6 separate regions of the Mus musculus genome follow, and regions 2, 3, 4, 5 and 6 are each linked to region 1. The links are chromatin contacts, called in public Hi-C, HiChIP or PLAC-seq and promoter capture Hi-C maps. All regions are on one chromosome and are shown on one strand. The core of a region is the stretch at or near the end of the contact, and the rest is flanking DNA. Distances in the headings are between cores, read along the strand shown. Region 1 holds the start of Robo2 (roundabout guidance receptor 2). Region 2 has its middle 49 kb from the start of Gm41472. Region 3 has its middle 27 kb from the start of Gm25699. Region 4 has its middle 270 kb from the start of Gm41472. Region 5 has its middle 170 kb from the start of Gm41472. Region 6 has its middle 190 kb from the start of Gm22163.

The links. Promoter capture Hi-C pulls out the DNA fragments that hold promoters and counts their contacts. Hi-C and Micro-C count contacts between places; a contact is called where the count stands out from the background. HiChIP or PLAC-seq counts read pairs in DNA pulled down with a chosen protein or histone mark.
Region 2: a Hi-C map of uterus shows a contact between it and region 1, with 4 times the contacts expected there. The contact joins the enhancer-like site here to the promoter of Robo2 in region 1. A contact is called at or near these places in 3 of 484 Hi-C or Micro-C datasets (nephron progenitors and uterus) and 6 of 115 datasets of contacts at active chromatin or transcription factors (VIP interneurons, astrocytes, embryonic basal ganglia and 3 more).
Region 3: a contact with region 1 is called in an H3K4me3 HiChIP or PLAC-seq map of embryonic limb bud, with 8 times the contacts expected there. The contact joins the enhancer-like site here to the promoter of Robo2 in region 1. A contact is called at or near these places in 3 of 39 promoter capture datasets (cranial neural crest, hippocampal neurons and maxillary cranial neural crest), 9 of 115 datasets of contacts at active chromatin or transcription factors (craniofacial prominence, embryonic basal ganglia, embryonic forebrain and 6 more) and 1 of 9 other capture datasets (embryonic stem cells).
Region 4: an H3K4me3 HiChIP or PLAC-seq map of embryonic limb bud shows a contact between it and region 1, with 4 times the contacts expected there. The contact joins the enhancer-like site here to the promoter of Robo2 in region 1. A contact is called at or near these places in 3 of 484 Hi-C or Micro-C datasets (cerebral cortex, olfactory sensory neurons and uterus), 6 of 115 datasets of contacts at active chromatin or transcription factors (astrocytes, craniofacial prominence, embryonic forebrain and 3 more) and 1 of 9 other capture datasets (embryonic stem cells).
Region 5: a promoter capture Hi-C map of hippocampal neurons shows a contact between it and region 1, with 8 times the contacts expected there. The contact joins the enhancer-like site here to the promoter of Robo2 in region 1. A contact is called at or near these places in 2 of 39 promoter capture datasets (cranial neural crest and hippocampal neurons), 4 of 484 Hi-C or Micro-C datasets (all in uterus), 7 of 115 datasets of contacts at active chromatin or transcription factors (astrocytes, craniofacial prominence, embryonic forebrain and 4 more) and 1 of 9 other capture datasets (embryonic stem cells).
Region 6: an H3K4me3 HiChIP or PLAC-seq map of embryonic midbrain shows a contact between it and region 1, with 6 times the contacts expected there. The contact joins the enhancer-like site here to the promoter of Robo2 in region 1. A contact is called at or near these places in 4 of 484 Hi-C or Micro-C datasets (cortical neurons, embryonic fibroblasts and uterus) and 11 of 115 datasets of contacts at active chromatin or transcription factors (craniofacial prominence, embryonic basal ganglia, embryonic forebrain and 7 more).

What each region holds. Positions count from the first base shown.
Region 1 is chr16:74,410,480-74,413,179 of GRCm38.p6, forward strand. Robo2 (roundabout guidance receptor 2) reads right to left here and starts at 1,346. Exons shown (of 28, transcript NM_175549.5): 1 at 373-1,346. The coding sequence starts at 433.
Region 2 is chr16:73,529,074-73,531,773 of GRCm38.p6, forward strand. No RefSeq gene overlaps it. Among named protein-coding and RNA genes, the nearest start is that of Gm41472, 49 kb to the left of the region's middle. Within about 2 kb of position 1,303, at least 15 of the 459 cell types and tissues checked have an H3K27ac peak or open chromatin away from gene starts, as enhancers often do. A contact at or near this core is called in nephron progenitors, neural tube and uterus, where this site is marked.
Region 3 is chr16:73,448,794-73,451,493 of GRCm38.p6, forward strand. No RefSeq gene overlaps it. Among named protein-coding and RNA genes, the nearest start is that of Gm25699, 27 kb to the left of the region's middle. Within about 2 kb of position 1,423, at least 4 of the 459 cell types and tissues checked have an H3K27ac peak or open chromatin away from gene starts, as enhancers often do. A contact at or near this core is called in embryonic basal ganglia and embryonic limb bud, where this site is marked.
Region 4 is chr16:73,753,094-73,755,793 of GRCm38.p6, forward strand. No RefSeq gene overlaps it. Among named protein-coding and RNA genes, the nearest start is that of Gm41472, 270 kb to the left of the region's middle. Within about 2 kb of position 1,363, at least 9 of the 459 cell types and tissues checked have an H3K27ac peak or open chromatin away from gene starts, as enhancers often do. A contact at or near this core is called in craniofacial prominence and embryonic limb bud, where this site is marked.
Region 5 is chr16:73,646,168-73,648,867 of GRCm38.p6, forward strand. No RefSeq gene overlaps it. Among named protein-coding and RNA genes, the nearest start is that of Gm41472, 170 kb to the left of the region's middle. Within about 2 kb of position 1,389, at least 54 of the 459 cell types and tissues checked have an H3K27ac peak or open chromatin away from gene starts, as enhancers often do. A contact at or near this core is called in craniofacial prominence, forebrain, hippocampal neurons and 2 more, where this site is marked.
Region 6 is chr16:73,863,473-73,866,172 of GRCm38.p6, forward strand. No RefSeq gene overlaps it. Among named protein-coding and RNA genes, the nearest start is that of Gm22163, 190 kb to the right of the region's middle. Within about 2 kb of position 1,284, at least 8 of the 459 cell types and tissues checked have an H3K27ac peak or open chromatin away from gene starts, as enhancers often do.

The DNA.
Region 1 (2,700 bases), core at 96-2,595:
AAATCCTCACTAAATGCCCCTCCAAGTATCGCCTACTATAGTTCTGCAGTTGAATGCCTAAGCCAAAGTTTAGATACCAGAACAAATACCAAAGAGAGAGAGTAGTCACAACCATTCGGGGTTCTCTCTTAGCATTGTTTTTTAATAGTTACTCTTCTAAGCTGGGAGCCCATCACTTACTGCTAAACGCCTCAATTAATGAATCACAATAACAGTAACAATAAGGTGTTCCACTAGCATCAGGTTAGAAACAAAAGGCATAGAACCTCTAGCCCTGAAGAGCTTGTGCCTCGCCAAACATACTCCCAACTACACTGTCATTTTCTTTAGAAGGCACAACAATCTCAGAGAAAAAGGGGTGCTTTAACTCACCATCAATCTGAATGCAGAGAAATCCAAAGAGCAATAATAGTGTAAACATCAGAGGATTCATTTTGACATATGAAAAAGGATCCAGGTTGTTTAAGAAACCAATCCCAGAGAGCAGAAGTACAAAAATAAGTATCAAAAAAAGAGGTAGGTCCGAAGTTTAGACTTTCCTAGAGATTAATTAAGGTCAAGAAGAGCAAAATGGCAACATCGGAAGCTGTTGGTGAAGAGGTCTGTCACGGGACGCGTTAGGTGCCATCCGAATGAACCCAGGGGACTTCAGAGACGTTGCACTTCCACAGGCTGTCTTTCTAAATTCCCACAAATTCAGCCCAGCTGGCGGGACTATTCACGTGCGTCTAGCCCTGTCTCCTTAGACTCCATTGCAATCCAAACACAACTTCTTTCTTCGGAAGTCAAGAAGATGATGGGGGTACAAAAAAGACCTAATTCCTAGAAAGTGTTCCACAAACTTGCCAAAGCGCTGCGAAGCAACCATTGACCTGCCCACCGGGTTTTTCTCCCCTTGGTTTCCTCCGTAGCAGCACCACTTCGCGGAGTTTTGTTTTGTGTGGTTCTGTTTTCACTTAACTTCCATCCTAAGGATGTGTCAAAGCAGCACTTTGTGAGCCGGCCCTCTCCTCCGCAGCCTGGTCGCCTCCCTCGGAGTCTCTGGTTTCCAAAAGGAAGGAAAAGGGGAAGGCAGGACGGCTTGGGTGGAGAATGGGAACTCCTACGTGGTGAGGGAGCGAGGAGGAGGGCGAGGAGAAGAAGCAAGGGAAGAGGGAGGGGCTGAGCTGAGGCCGCGGCCACCCGGGAGGGGCCGCCCCGGAGAGATCTAGCGTCCAGCTGCTGCTGGCGAGCACCGCCAGATCTAGGAGCTCCGGACCTGGGAGCCCTGAGGATGCTCACGCGTGGTCCAGCCTCCGGGAGTAGTGCTGCCTCCAGCCTCTTTCGGGACAGTCACCGCTTCAGAGGCGGAGGCTGCGCTGCGACCGCCTCCTCCAGCAGCTGCTGGGGGCTGGAAGGACTTGGAGGAGGGAAGGCGAGGAAGCAGGAGAGGAGGGGAGGAAAGAGCTGCTCCCAGTATATCCCCGGGAGGGGTTGAAGGATGGAGGGGTGTACGCGGATCTCCACCTCCACCCGATCACTGTCCCGTGCAGGGGGAGACAGCCCTCCCCGGGGTCCGCGGAGCAAGGGTAACCAGGCAAGCGAATAAGTCTTGGGGGGACAGAAATAAACCAATGTGGAACCGCTGCGGGCTCGCTAGGACTGCCATCAACTCTTTCCCATTCTGGGAGCCTCCTGGGCGTCCCCCTCCCTCCCTCCTCTGGAGGGGTGAGGTGGGCTTCCAGCCTCCTGCTCTTCACGCGGCCCGTTTAATGGGCAGGTAATTTTCTCGGTGAGTGATTTCATGGAAGCCCTTCCTAATTATTCATCGCTCCGTCTGCTGGAGCTGCACAAGAGCTTTTCTAGAAAAAAAAAATGATCTTCCAGGACCCCGGGCACAGCCTCATTACCTGTTAAAATCACCACACACACACACACACACACACACACACACACACACACACACACATACACACACACACACACACACACACAGAGTTCACCTTTTACCAGAAAGAAGCTGGCCAACAGGGAGAGCAGGGGAGTGAAAGAAGTATCTATTGGAGTAGAAAGGTTTTGTGTACATACACCCTCTGTGGTTGTAAGTGAACTTGCCCACCCCCCACCGCACCACACACAAAACCAACTATGTGGATGTAGGGGAGGGGTATCTCTAATCTCGGCCAGCTTGTTTTAGCCAAGATCTATGGCTAACTACGGAATCCCCAAGAGAAAATAGGGGGAGGACTGGCATCGGGCTAATGTTGCTCAGTTGCCTCCTGACCTCTCAACACTCACGGACTATAATTCGGGACCTTGTGATAAATGAGTCCTGCAGAAGACTCTGGGAATGGAGGAGGTCGAGGATCAAAAGACTTGAGGAAGTGGTTTTCTAGAGCCTTCGCTCTTTTTAGGACCTCTAAAAGAGAATTAGGAAAAGCAGCCTCTGATTTAGGAACGCTGATAACCCAACTAGGCTAACATGAGCTGGAGCGGAATTTCTGCCCAAGCACGATAAAAGGGAATACAGTCCAAGCAAAAACTACCGAATAGATGCTATTAGGGCTGGGCACAGTTAGAGAAGGCCACTTTCAATCCGATTCCTGCCACTGTCTAAGGTGCCCTGACATGGCCGTTGTGGCCGGACCCACGTGTGATCAAAAGCTTTGCTTGGTAGCTGTTTGATGCTTGTTCAGGTGATTATAAAAGCGCCTGACAGGA
Region 2 (2,700 bases), core at 53-2,552, 880 kb before region 1:
AGTGTCTGCGTTTGGTAGCTGATTATGGGATGGACCCCCCGGGTGGGACAGTCTCTGGACCATCCATTTTTTTCATTGTTATATCATATTTTCTGTCAACAAGCACAAGGAAGGTAAGTGTTTTTTCCCATTGCCTACTTTTTTTTTCTTTTTTTAACTCTCTCAGTCTTCCTTTACTGGTCTTCATCAATGCCTATCAGGGTTCTCTGAGAAATATTACGTCAAACCTAATGCGGCCAAATGCAATCAAAGCAGCTCCGGATGACTTCAGTAATTTGGGCCTTACTTACATCATATAATCTGACTTGTGACATTTTTTTCATTAATTGCAAGAATCACAACATAGTGCATTTTCTACAGACACAGTAGTTTTACTTCCAGTCTTAGATTAGACTACTTCCAGAGAATACTTAAAGGTTAGAAGTGAGACAATTACTGTTGCTTTGACACATAAGAGTGTGCTATGCTGGCTTTCTCTCTTAGGCTATATAAAATGAATGTTGATGTATAACAGTATAACAAAGAAGCTAGAGAAGATTTTTATCCCTGAGCTGTCACCCTGTTGTCCCTACAGTTAGAATGACTAAGGATTTGGGCTGGTAGAAGTCGGAAAATATAAAACCTTCTCAAAGTATGTCCTAAAGGAGAACATTTAGATTTAATATTGATGGGAAGGCACTGAAGTCTCAGATTTGTTTTGATACAGTTTTTGATAAAAGCATTTTAGCAGAAAGAGGACCTTGAAATGGAGTGCGTTTCTTAGCAAAAAAAAAAAATGAACTCTACATCGCGGGGCGTGTTTCAGCGGGACTACAGATGTTCAAGCATTAAAAGGGGTCTCAGGTTAACAATAGTTTATTCTTCGATCCTGCACATTCAGGTTTCTTAAGAAACGACAAAAGAAAGCCAGGCAAAGAAGAACTGGTGCTGTGTTTAATATGGAGATGGTATCTATTTAATATGAACAAGAAACTCGCTGAAATTACATTGCTCTAAAGTCATAGGAGAAGCAATGTCAAAAAACAAATAAAACTTAAAACCTCGGTGAAAACACACACTGGGATATACAAGCAGCAGTATTTTTAATTTAAGGGAAGGCAGGATATAAATCAAACCATTCAAACCAAGCAGGGCTCAAATCGCCAAATAATAACCTCAAGCTGGGAGAAGCGTTGGCTCCTGTAACAGTGTATAAGGACATGAGAAACGCTGTTTTTCACTGTGACCTTCACATAGTCTGGACAAAGAAAAGGCAGGAGCCGCCTGCATGGTGGAATAAATCAACACTCAGTGTGTTGTGCTGTCTGAAAAGGCGGAACCGAAGGAGGTGGGGCATCAACAGAAAAAGTCGTTAGACTCAGAGAAGAGAAGTTCCAGCTGTGTGGCCGCTATGATTCTATCACTGGGCTGACTGGGAAATGTTCCAAACAACGGGATTTTATACAGAGCGCAGTCACTTGCTCACCTTGAACATTTGTTACAAATAAACCATGAGCAGCCAAACAGTCTCTGTGCCTTACCAGGGATATTTAGAATCTTCCTTACCAGTGATGGGTATGCCTGGTGGGATGTTGCATTTAAAATTACATTGTAACAAAAGTATAGGCACCACTTCACTTTGTAGCATTTGTCTTAAATGATGAAGAGCAGACAGAGTCTTAGAATTGTCCTTTCTTCTATCTTGTTTAAGAAGAGTTTCTTGCTCTTCATTTTGGAAGAATAAGTCAGCAGGTGGCAAAGTCATTCCCTCCTCAATAAAACGCAAAGATATTTTGTGCCCTGTCTTTCTACTGGAGGTAGACACTACAAGTTCTCTCTCCCTACTGTTGGACATTTCATCTAAGTTTCCTCCGTTTGAGTCCTGAGAGTCCCGCCCCCCTCCCCCCCCAAGTTTCTGGTATATTCTAGAGGGACCCCCACCTCCTACCTACCCCCAGGTTGCATATTTCCATTCTGCTGGCCCTCAGGGTTTCTCTCCTGTCTCCTTTTACCCCAATACCTGATCATGTTCCCCTTTCCCTCCTCCCCTCTCCCACCCAGGTCTCTCTGCCTCCTACCCTCCTGATTGCTTTCTTCTCCCTCCCAAGTGGGAATGAAGCATCTTCACTTGAGCCCTTCCACTTTTTAACCTTCTGGAGTTCTGTGCCTTGTATCCTGGGTATTATGTACAGTTTTGGCTAATATCCATGTACAAGTGAGTACATACCATCCCTGTCCTTTAAGGTCTGAGATACCTCACTCAGTATGATATTTTCGAGTGGAAGGATGGGTTTGCCATTCCACAGTCAAAAAAACTCTGACCCAGAATTAATTCTGTATAAAAGAACTACAGGTACAAAAATGGAGAAGAGACTGAGGGAAAGGAGGTACAGTGACCAGTTCAACTTGACGTCAGTCTTAAGGAGAGGCACCAGGGCCTAACACTATTACTGATGCTATGGTGTGGTTACAGACAGGAGCCGAGCATGACTGTCCTCTGAGAGGCCCAATAAGCAGCTGACTGAGACATAGGCAGATCTTTACACCTAACCAATCGACTGAAGTCGGGAACCACAGTAGTTGAATTAGGGAAAGGCTAGAAGAAACTGAGGAGGAGGACAACCTCACAGAAAGACCAGCACTCTCTACTAACCTGAACCCCAGAGATCTCTCAGACACTGAGCCACCAACCAGGCAGCAGAGCTGGTCCGAGGCCCTGAC
Region 3 (2,700 bases), core at 173-2,672, 960 kb before region 1:
AAGAGATTCTTTCTGCCACTGAGAAAGGCGGCATCTACCTGCTTACCCAGGGCATCAATATATCCATTGCAAATTTGAGGTGTGCACTCTGTGTTCTATTAAGAGCAAGCTAGAAGACGCTTTCCACCTTAACCCATGTAATATTCTTTGCCACGTGCTACGACTTGACAAATGTAGCCTGTTCCAAAGTCAGTTACCAGGACCAGTCCTCTGAAAACTTTACATAAAAGTAGAGTGATTCTATTCTCTCTCTTATTTTTTCATTTATTTCCACATGCATGCGTCGAATATCAGTATCTTCTCATCTTACATGTTGAAATGAATGGCTAATCTTAAATCTTACCCCACAGAGAACTGGATGTGGATCTGGACTGTATTAAGAATTGGACTAAGTGTTTGGCTGTGTTACTGTCTCCTTCATGCAAATGACAACCTAGAAAATTTGCTTTAAAACGGTAACATTGAAACATATGGCATAAAGTTATGATGTGGGTATGTCCAAAGGTTAGTCGATCCATTCTAGAAACCTTTGCAGCAGTCAAGGGGTCAGATGTCTTATTTTTAGGTAAGAGTAGTGTAGTTCCCAAATTTGGAATGATTTTGTAACCATTTAATCAACCTAATGGGATGATTCTGCCATTCATAGTTTCAATTTAAATCTCATGCATCTCTAGGTTCCCTATCATAATGCAAATCATAACTTAAAGCTTTTCTTCCAGCTATTTAGTAGTAAGCATGCTTTCAAAACAAATTACTGAGAACTTCATATCTTTATATAAATGGATTTTAGTCCCTTTAATGCCCTTCTTTCTCTCCTTAGCGCTCTCTCTCTCTCTCTCTGTCTCTCTCTCTCTCTCTCTCTCTCTCTCTCTCTCTCTCTCTCTCTCTCCTGCTCTATCCCTTCTCTCATCGCATCTTGATGGGCAAATAATGCATGGTAGAAATACTAGATCCCTCATTATACCCACTCGTTACCGGAGCTGAATTTTGGTCAGGTTTCCTTTGATGCAGGCCATTTCCAGTTCTGCAGTGAGTCTAGCATCTCACTCAGAAATGCCAGTACCGCCCCATATTTCATCGTACCATTTTAAAATAAGCTTTCCTGCCACAATCCTTTTTATTAATTGCCCTCTGCTTGGAATTGTATTTAAAGTAAGTGCAGCAGCAATTTCCGGAGCCATAACCAGAAGTTGCCACAGCGGGTTTCCTCATTTGGTACCCTTTCATCACGTATGGTAGATGGATAGCTAATGCAGCCAATTAAAATGGAGAAATTGTTCTTGCCTTTGGTAACTGGATCTTACTTTTCTTGTAGGCAGAATACTTGCCTTAATTACAGTCTGATTTTACTTAGGACATAGCGGCAAGTGCAATTTCAAAGGCAAACCACAGACCAGGCGACAGGCTTAAACTTCCTGTGAGAACCAAGGCCTTTTACTGGTGGTGCGAGACTGACTCCGTGTAAAGTAAATTTCTGCAGCTGCCTACTCTTGGGTACCTAACAGTTGGTTCTGGCTTTGCTAGAATTTGTCCTTACAAAATAAATGAACATAGTGATCAAATGTCGGCCTTCTCATAAATCTCTCTTTTCATTCTCAACATAGCAAATCAGAAACGTTCTTTTGGAAAGTCAATTTCCAAGGTGATGGGCGTTGTTAAAACATAGGATGAAGGAAGTATTATTTAAAAAAACCAAAAACCAAAAAAACTCAAAAAACTGTGATTAAATCTTTGTTTATTTAGTGTTGCCATCATTTTGTTCAAAGGAAAGTTTCAGGATCAGCTTGCCTTACTAGGTATGCAATGCTTCCCAACAAGGCATAATGAGAAGGCATCCTAACTCAAAGTCATTCATTTCCCATGGAAAGCACAATCATATATTAAAATGTTTTTAGAAGTTGTAACTTAACCTTTCTAATTCCAACTGGTCTTTTTTAATAACCTAAAAATGAATTAGAATTAGAGTGGGTGACAAGGTTCCTTTCTCATACACAGATATAACGTCGGAAGCATCACCCTGCATGCCAGCTGCTCCTCTAATGGGTGCAATTTAGGTTAATAACCTCCTTGTTTTAAAATAAAAATAATTATGGGGGTATTTGAGCCTATCAGCCAGTCATTCTTTAATGTGAATGAATTTGAATTATTTTCTTCTTACATGGTATCAATTGTAGAAACAAGGGGACTGATAAGCACTTTTGTTTTAGAGAGACTAATGTTGGATCTTCAGGGAAAATAATGGCCAAAGTTGGAAAAAATAAAAAAATAAAAAAGCTTCAAAAAGCATTGCCTCCAGACCTGGGAGGAAGGCTGGGGAGAGGGCACTCAATAGAGACCACCCATTTTATAATTTGCTTAAGGATCTCATAGGACACTGATTTTCCCCCCGATATTCATCTTGTATGCCAAGTTTTTAAACACATGTGTGCTTTGTAAAGAACCCATGCAATAGCGTCCATGCAACAGCATCAAAACAAAGATTTTTTTTTTCTTTATTATGAAAGAATTTGATGGAAGTGAGTTTTGTGAAAAGGACTGGGGAAGAGACACCATGGTAATGGGGGCAGGAGGGTGTGGAAGGGTTTGTTAATTCTAGTATGGTGGCACTGTGTGGGCTCAGAAGGACACATAGATATAGTGCTCTGACATAGTATATTCTGTGAACAATAGAAGACTGCAAGAGCCTGAGAAACAAGATAT
Region 4 (2,700 bases), core at 113-2,612, 660 kb before region 1:
TCTGTTGAAGCAAATAGAAGATATTTAATTCCCTTCTGCCTGATGTTAGATGTCTTTTCAGTAGACAGAAAAGGAGTACAGACATATTAGACCATCTAAATGGAGTCAGAAAACCCTAGGTGCTAAAGACACAACAATTGCTCTCCTAGAAAAAAATAACCACAAGTTTCTTTAAGTAGGAATGGGATACCGTAGCAATGCAAAAAGTCAATTTGTACAACAGTTAATGGACATTTTGTGATGACATTCTTGTTGAAAGGTGATGAAAGAAGAGCCATGTGTGTCTCTTTGGTACCTATAATAATAGCTGCTTAGGGATGGAGAGATGGCTTGGGTAAGCCTGATTTTGAATCCCCAGAATCCATGTAAAGTGTGTTGTATCTGTCTATAGTCTCAGGCATCCTAGAGACAGGAGGATTTTAAGACAGCAGAAGCAAGAAACATGCAGGCCAGCTGGCCTAGCCTCTGCCATAGCAAACAAAACAGAGACCCAGTCTTCATCAAGGTGGAAGGCCAAAGTTCACTCATGAGGTTGTCCTCTAACCTCTATATCCACACCATGGCACCTGAACACTGCCTCTCAGACATATGGTTGTGGGCACACACACACACACACACACACACATACACACACACACACACACACACACACACACACACACACACACACACACGCATGCGTGCCACAAGGGAGAGCAAGAAGTTGAGAGAGAAAATACTTCTTTTCCAGCATAAGATTTTTCAGTATAAGTAAGGTATAGAGCCCAGAAGTCTGATAAGTGAAACTTCTGGGTGTTGGCCAAGAAAGAGTCATTAAACAAGACTGGGAAATGTCATTTTGATTTTCTTTCTGTTGATACTATCACATGCATTATTCCGAAGTTCCATAACTTTTCAATTGTTTACTTTTTGCTTACATGTGGAAGATTTTTTTAAGTGAGAACTTCTCCATCTTCTCCAGCTCAGACCTAGTAATATCCAGTTTGGCCGCATAGGTGATTAAGATGCATATTCTGTATCCTTCATAGGTTCAACGTGTGAACATCACACATTTGATTATCTTTCTTTCCTTATGCAACTAGTCCACAAAGAATTGTATAGTAACGATTTCTGCAGCAAATTATGCAACCAGAAAATTTGACTCACGTTACTGTCCTTGTTAGACAAGTCACTAAAATATGGCACGTGGGCCTTGTGCTTTGTCAGTTACACAAATTGTTTTTAAATTAGAGTGTAGTCTTGGAAAGGGTCTTAGAAAAACACTCTAAAGCTATTTCCTCAGCTTCAGTAGCCACTGATTGTGGATTATATGACTCAGCTTTTAGGAAAGGCAGACTCAAACATTCAAAGCTGTTTTAGCTCCTTGAGAAAGCCATGTGAATTTAATCTATTCTGGACTGGGTATGTGAAATCTAGGCCACCTAGGTTACACAATCATGCCTATAAATCTGTCTTTGAAATTGGACTCGCCGTATTTCATTGCGAGGCTCTATGAAATTCTAGAACTTTGGTGCGTTTGCCTCTCTGTCAGTGAAACTTTAAAGCACACCATTAGTCCCTCCTTTGATGAACGGCCTGCTCACACAACTGAAAATTATGGGCACAAAAGACACTTGTGAGAATTTCAAGAATTATCTATATTTAGTTGATGTTCCTGTCACTTCTATGCTTCTAAGCATCCAGACTTTCAAGTTTTTAGTAAAAGTGCATACACATCTATTTTTGTACTAATGTTTACATCATTTTACCAACTTGGCAAGAGAAAGTTTAGGGAAGGTCTTTTTGGATTGCTGAGTGAAAGGCAGAGCGCAGAATGGTGCCAATAAAGTAGAAGAGACTGGTTCCATTTCAACTAACAGCTGAAGCCAATGAAGTTTTGAAAACTAAAGCTAATGTGCCTGCCACCCTGTGCCTTTGATTTGTCTAAGTAAAATTTGCATTCACACATGGTAAGGCTATATATACCTATACAAGTAATAGCAGTTTGCACCACGCAGTTGAAGTTTGAAATCCTTCCCAACATTTATATTTTATTAGAACTAGATCTGTTGGAATTTTGCTTAAACATCCAGCATCTATAACACCAACGTTGGGGTGTGTGTGTGTGTGTTCACCCCAAATGAAAGATAGATGTTTTTCATAAAAAGTGCTAGCTTAACTTCAGTTGAATATTTATTTCTCATATAGAAATCTTTGATTATAAATATAGATTAATCTACTTTCCAAGATTTTAAATTTTAATTAGCATTATTTCTTTAATATCTTGTTATCTATTGAAAGAGGTACCCTCTTGTCTGGTTCAATAATCTGTTGGATTTCCAAAACCCAGTAAAAGGAGAAAACAGAAAAAACAACTCCACAAATTTATTCTTAGACCTCCACATTGACCTTCCGGCTTGCATGCCTACTATACACAACATGCACAGAGTTCCTACCACAGACAACATGTACACAGTAAATACCACACTCAACATGCACAAAGTGCCTACCACACACATGTACACTGTGCCTACCACACAAAACATGCACATAATGTGTACCACACACACATGTATGCAGTGCCTAAAACAATAACAACAACTAAAAAATGCACAAAAATTAGAAAGAAATCCTGAGGGCTAAAGAGATAACTCTGCAATTAAAAGCTTTTACTGTTCTTGCAGAGGACCCAGGTTTAGTTCCCAGCATCCACTACAGTTG
Region 5 (2,700 bases), core at 139-2,638, 760 kb before region 1:
TATGAGGAATATATTTTAATTATAGAAATATGAAGAACATAGGTTGGGGACATAGTTCACTGGTAGAACACTTGCCTAGTACAGTAAGGCACTGGATTAGAGCCTCAGCATTACATAATAAAACCACTGATTTGAAAACCATGAAGACCTTGACAGCTAGGGCAAAGTATTTATGTTCAGGTGGCCTGGAAGATTTATACCAAAAATATGTGAATAGAATGATACAATTTTGCTTTAAATTTCATTCTGACTGTGATGTAAAACAGTTGAGTAGGGAAAAGCAGACTGGGCAGACCAAGCAAAATAAGAAACAGGAAATGCATATTATCGTGTCCTGAGCTTCATTAATCCAAGTGGAAGAGAAAGAGGAAGTGAGCAGATTGTGGGAAATTGGCCATTTTTTTTTTCATGAGAAAATTCTTTCTTTAGAAGACCAGAGAAAATTAGCCACCTGGATTGTCTTTAAAGGTATTTGTCATCGTTTAGAAAGACATTAAGATTGCAATTGTGCTGATTTTAGCTTTGATTGCCAAGCATTAACGTAGAGAAAATGGGGTTTAAAAACTTAAGTGGGTCTTGGGATACTTTAGATCTGTCACTATAGATAAAGGGACTAAGTCTTAAAGGAAATTTGTTTAGACTACAGGATTGGAGCTTAGCTGGGTGGAATCAAAGATGTGTGACACTGTGGCAGTCTTTTGACCGCCATGCACTGTTGCCTTGAATCTACCTGATCTGGATTGGGGGTATAGCCACTCAAAACTGTGGTTCATCGGCTGTGTAGGCTTTGAGGTGGAAATGAATATAGATGGAAAGCAGTCAGCTCAGGCAAAACGATGCCAGCAGTAAGTATGGCCTTGTTTCACACCCTACATTACAATCTCTGGTGTCTCTGCTGTTTATATTTGTATCACATATGAAAAAGGATTTGATGGGCTGCTCTGAAGCTTTAGTGAAATGGCGGGGAGACTTCGCTTTAGCTCATGCAGCAGCGGAAACACCTCATACATCGCAAGGACCTAAAATGTGCAAAGGAATCCGTGCCAGGTGTATAGACTCCCAGCGCCGTGACACACCGGAATGCAATCGTCATAGAGAGTCTACAGCCTCTTTCAGGCACTCGGCAAAGAGCTGATGTGACTTTGGTTTCGGTGAGCAATTTGCTATGTGAACAGCTGAAGCAAGCTGTGTCAACAAGACGGGCTTTGAAGTATGACATGCTGCTGTGTTTATGAAAGCAAAAGAAGGGAGTGCATGATTACGGCCTAGAGCATGTGGTTAGGAAGGGAGTAACGGTAGCGAACTAAAACGTGGCTGTTGATCAAAAACATCTGCTCCCTTCCCTGTCCCCTTGGCTGATTCTCCTGGGAAACAGGCCCCGGATGCTATCACTTTGTGCCAGGTCAGTTCCCTTTGTAGACTTCTGGGGCAATATTTGAATCTGTTGAGCAATCATTAAGGGAGAAAAAAAAAAAAGTGCTGATCACATGTTTGGTGGGGGAAAGTGGCGATGTGATAAGGGATTGTGAAAGCTGACTGCATTCGCAGCCTTAAAATATCGTCTGTGCTTTCGCTCCTAATTTTCACACTTCGCAGCTGCTAATGGATCTCAGCGGAATGAGAGTAAGACTGCTGACAGAAAGATGGGTCTTTTTGTTAACTCTGTCATGTTTCTTCTTTCCATATTGTTATAGAGAAAGGATTTGTTTGCCTCTAATTTCCCTAGTCAGTGAGGTTGGTTTTCTTTCTTACAACTTAGGGCTTTCTCTTCCTTTTAAAGAAAGGGGAAAAGAAGCCCTCCCCAGCATCCAAAACGATGCCCTCCTTGTGTTTTAGAAACAAAACACAATGGGCAGTTTTATGAGGTGCCTTGGTACCCAGACCGACCAACCCTGCCCTGTTGTCTCTCAGGTCTAGGATGCATCCAAACACAATGAACATCTTTCAAGCAAGCTTCTTCAGATTCGTAACTAGGGCCTAACACTTCAAGCTGATTTAGTGATATTTGGAGAAAAAACAGTGAAAGGAAAAAAAGAAACAAGAAATACTGATTTTAAAACCCTCCGAGGCTACTGTATTCAGACACCAAACTTGCGAGCTACTCAACCAAATATAACCAAGAGAAACATCAATTTCCAGTCAGCAGGGTGGAGTTAAATACCATTCTGATGTATTGCTGCAGTCTGATTCAAGGGCATTCTCTTTAAAAATTGCATGAAAAAAAAAATATTTCTAGTCTTCATGGCTTGATGTCATAGGCTTTCCTCAATGGTGTTTCTAATTAGTGTTAAATAAGTACTGCAAATTGTGCCACCTGAAACAAAACACGCTTCTGATTCCAGCACCCAAGAGGCTGAGACAGGAGGCTTTTTTTAGTTCAATAAAACCAAAACAAAACAAAACCTATTTCTTTGACCGATGTGCTTATAGATTAATTGATCATTTACAAAGCTTTTTTTATTCCTTTTTTTGTACTGTAAAATTTTCAGATATTTTTTCACCAGAAAAAAAAAAGAATATATCTGATTTTCACTGAGTATATCTAGAGAATCTTAACATTTTGAGGCTTAATTCAATTTTGTTACTTTTATAACGCATGTATTATAACATATAATACGTAACATTCTCTATGAGGTAAACATTGCAATATTTGCCTTTAAAAGGATGTGTTTCTAAAGAACTCACAATTTATTTACAACA
Region 6 (2,700 bases), core at 34-2,533, 550 kb before region 1:
TTGTCTTTCATCACAGTTGGTTTTGTACTCCTTACTAAATTATGATTAGCATGCCTAACCACACTTAAAAGAAATACCTATTTCCCTTCTGAATACAGGAGAGGTATGATTAGGTATGTCAAAAAGCTTCTGAAATGATACTTTCTTTCTATTCCCACCCCCTCCCCCTTTTAGTCCATTAATAGAAAGAAATCAGCTCTATGAAGTGTTTGGAAAAAAATAAAACACACACCGACACAAAATACTCTTTGTTAAAATGGAAATGCTAGTAAAAGAATCCTTTCTAAAACAGCTTGGGGATATGGATGGAATGGTTGATTTGGGGGAGAGAAAAAGAAGTCAGGCAATTTGGGATCAGTGTTTCCTCCAATGAGTGTAATTATTGTGTAAATTGTAGCTCTTGACAAAAATCTCTGACTCCTGTTGAGATGTTGTTAATGCCCCAGGAAGAAGCCTGCCTTCTGCAGGGTGATTGCTTACAAAGATGCCGCAGCCTCCTTCCTGCTTCTCCCACAGGAGACAGGCAATTTGCCAGCGTTTCCTTTTCAAGAGCCATTGTTCACCTAGAGGTTTAGGGCAGGCTCTGTTCTTTCTATTGTTAATCCAATATCCAGCGATGATCTTTTGTTGTTGTTTTTTTCTAATCCTGTAACATTTTATAACAAATTTATTAGCCACTAACATTCAATACTGTGGCATTCAATAACTGTCCCCCTTTTAAAAAGTGCGAATTAATTAATGCATACAGCCTCAGCATCACTTTATAGTATGTGGAATCTTATTTAAAGAGCTATCTATGGGACGCGGTATATATAAACCTAGTCCTGTTTCTGTATTTCCTTTGCAGGATCAAGGTGTTAGTTATGATTCTACCAACAAAGTAGCATGACGAGGTGTCTTGGGGATACAATCATTTGGCCACATCTCCCACAATGCTGAAAATGAAAGGGCCAATTGTCCCATAAGGGCAGAAGATGCATTTATTCGCTAAAGGCATAGGTTAAAGATGTTAATGTGAGCTCGTGCTGGGACCTTATGTGAATCAGATTTGGCCATCTTGGATTAATTCTTCACTTTTAGCTTACATCATACACTCAAGGGGAAGAGTCATTTCCCGAGTTTCATGAGAAAAATTGAAGCATGCTCAAAATGTATGCGAGGATTATAAATAGTTCTATGCGAAAATGAAAAGCAGGCAATCTTTGGGATCATCCTCTTTTCTAATGGTGCGTTTAGGCTGCTTCCCTTGTAGCCGGAGTTGGAGTTGTCAGATCCTGCCTATCGGCCAGTCTCTGTGATCTGTCATTCGTCCAAGGCCCTCACTGTGACAGCATCCTTATGCTCACAACCTTATCTATTCTCAGTGCAAAAATTTCCGTCAGTCGTTACATTTTTTTACAGTCCTGTGTAGTCTGGAGAACAAGAACATTGATTTGTGTTTAGGAGTTAATAGCTGGTAGTAGCTATTAATGTGACACCCTTACCAAAGATAATTTGCATTTAAACAGCTGCTTTAATGGAAAAAGCTGCCGAATGCTGAGGGCTTCAGACTCTGAGGCAGTGCCAAGGATCGTTACTTTGGTGATCAAGCTACTCCCAGTCCTCCTCAGGTGTTTATTTTGCCTGTGAGACACAAGGAAGGAGAAAAACTAACAAGGCTTTGGTTTTCTTCTAGTCTCTGAGCATTACTAGCTGTGTGACCTCAGGTTAGTTCTTCAGAACTGAAAAGTAGGGCTAACATGGTTTTATGGGGATTAAATGAGAAGGATGTCTACACCCCTGAAAACGTCTGCTATAACAAGAATGCCTGTGGCAAAGCATTGGGATCAAGATGGCGGAAGTTCACCTCAAAACAGATATTCTGATTCAGTCTAAGGATATGCATATTTTTTTAAGCAAAGAAATCTGAAAATCAGATCAATCTTCAGAAAAATCATTAGTCTCAGAGGCCAAGCAGTGTTCTATTGGCATAAAACATGAGAAGCAGGAGATGAACAAATATGTAACGGCCCAGGTATAAGATAATCAAAGCTAACGATGGCAACCCCAGTAAGCCAAGGACTGTGGAGAGGAAATCAGAAAAGCCAAGCCTCAAACCAACACCAGTTTAGTCAACAGATATTTATGCACTCAAAATAATCATTGAAATTGGCATGAGGTTTAAAATGAGTATTAAAATGTTTCTAAAATCAAGACAAACTATTTATACCATTTATCACTAACCTTATAAAACACACTAAATATATAAAGGATTGTAAAGTGTGGATGTTGAAAAACAATGGAAAAAATTGTTCTTTTGTGGTAAAACTCTTGAGAAACAACCATAAGGACTTGAGGTGTGATGCTCAATACCCGTAAAAGGTGGGTGGAGGGCAAACAGGTGCATCCCTGTTGCTCACTAGAGAGTCAATCAAGCTACATCGATGAACTACAGATCCAGTAAAAAAACTTGTCTCAAAAAATAAGGTAAGAGATAAGGGAGAAACCAAGTTAGACACACCCTCCCCCAAACACACACACAGAGGAATATATATATACCAAATATGTATATACACATATATGTGTGTATATATATACCAAATATATATATATATGTAATATAAATATTTGTATACCCTCCCATGTAAATACAGTCTTGTCTCATGTGTTTACAGATCCACAACATGAATTCTTCCAAGTATTGAGTGATAAATATTAACT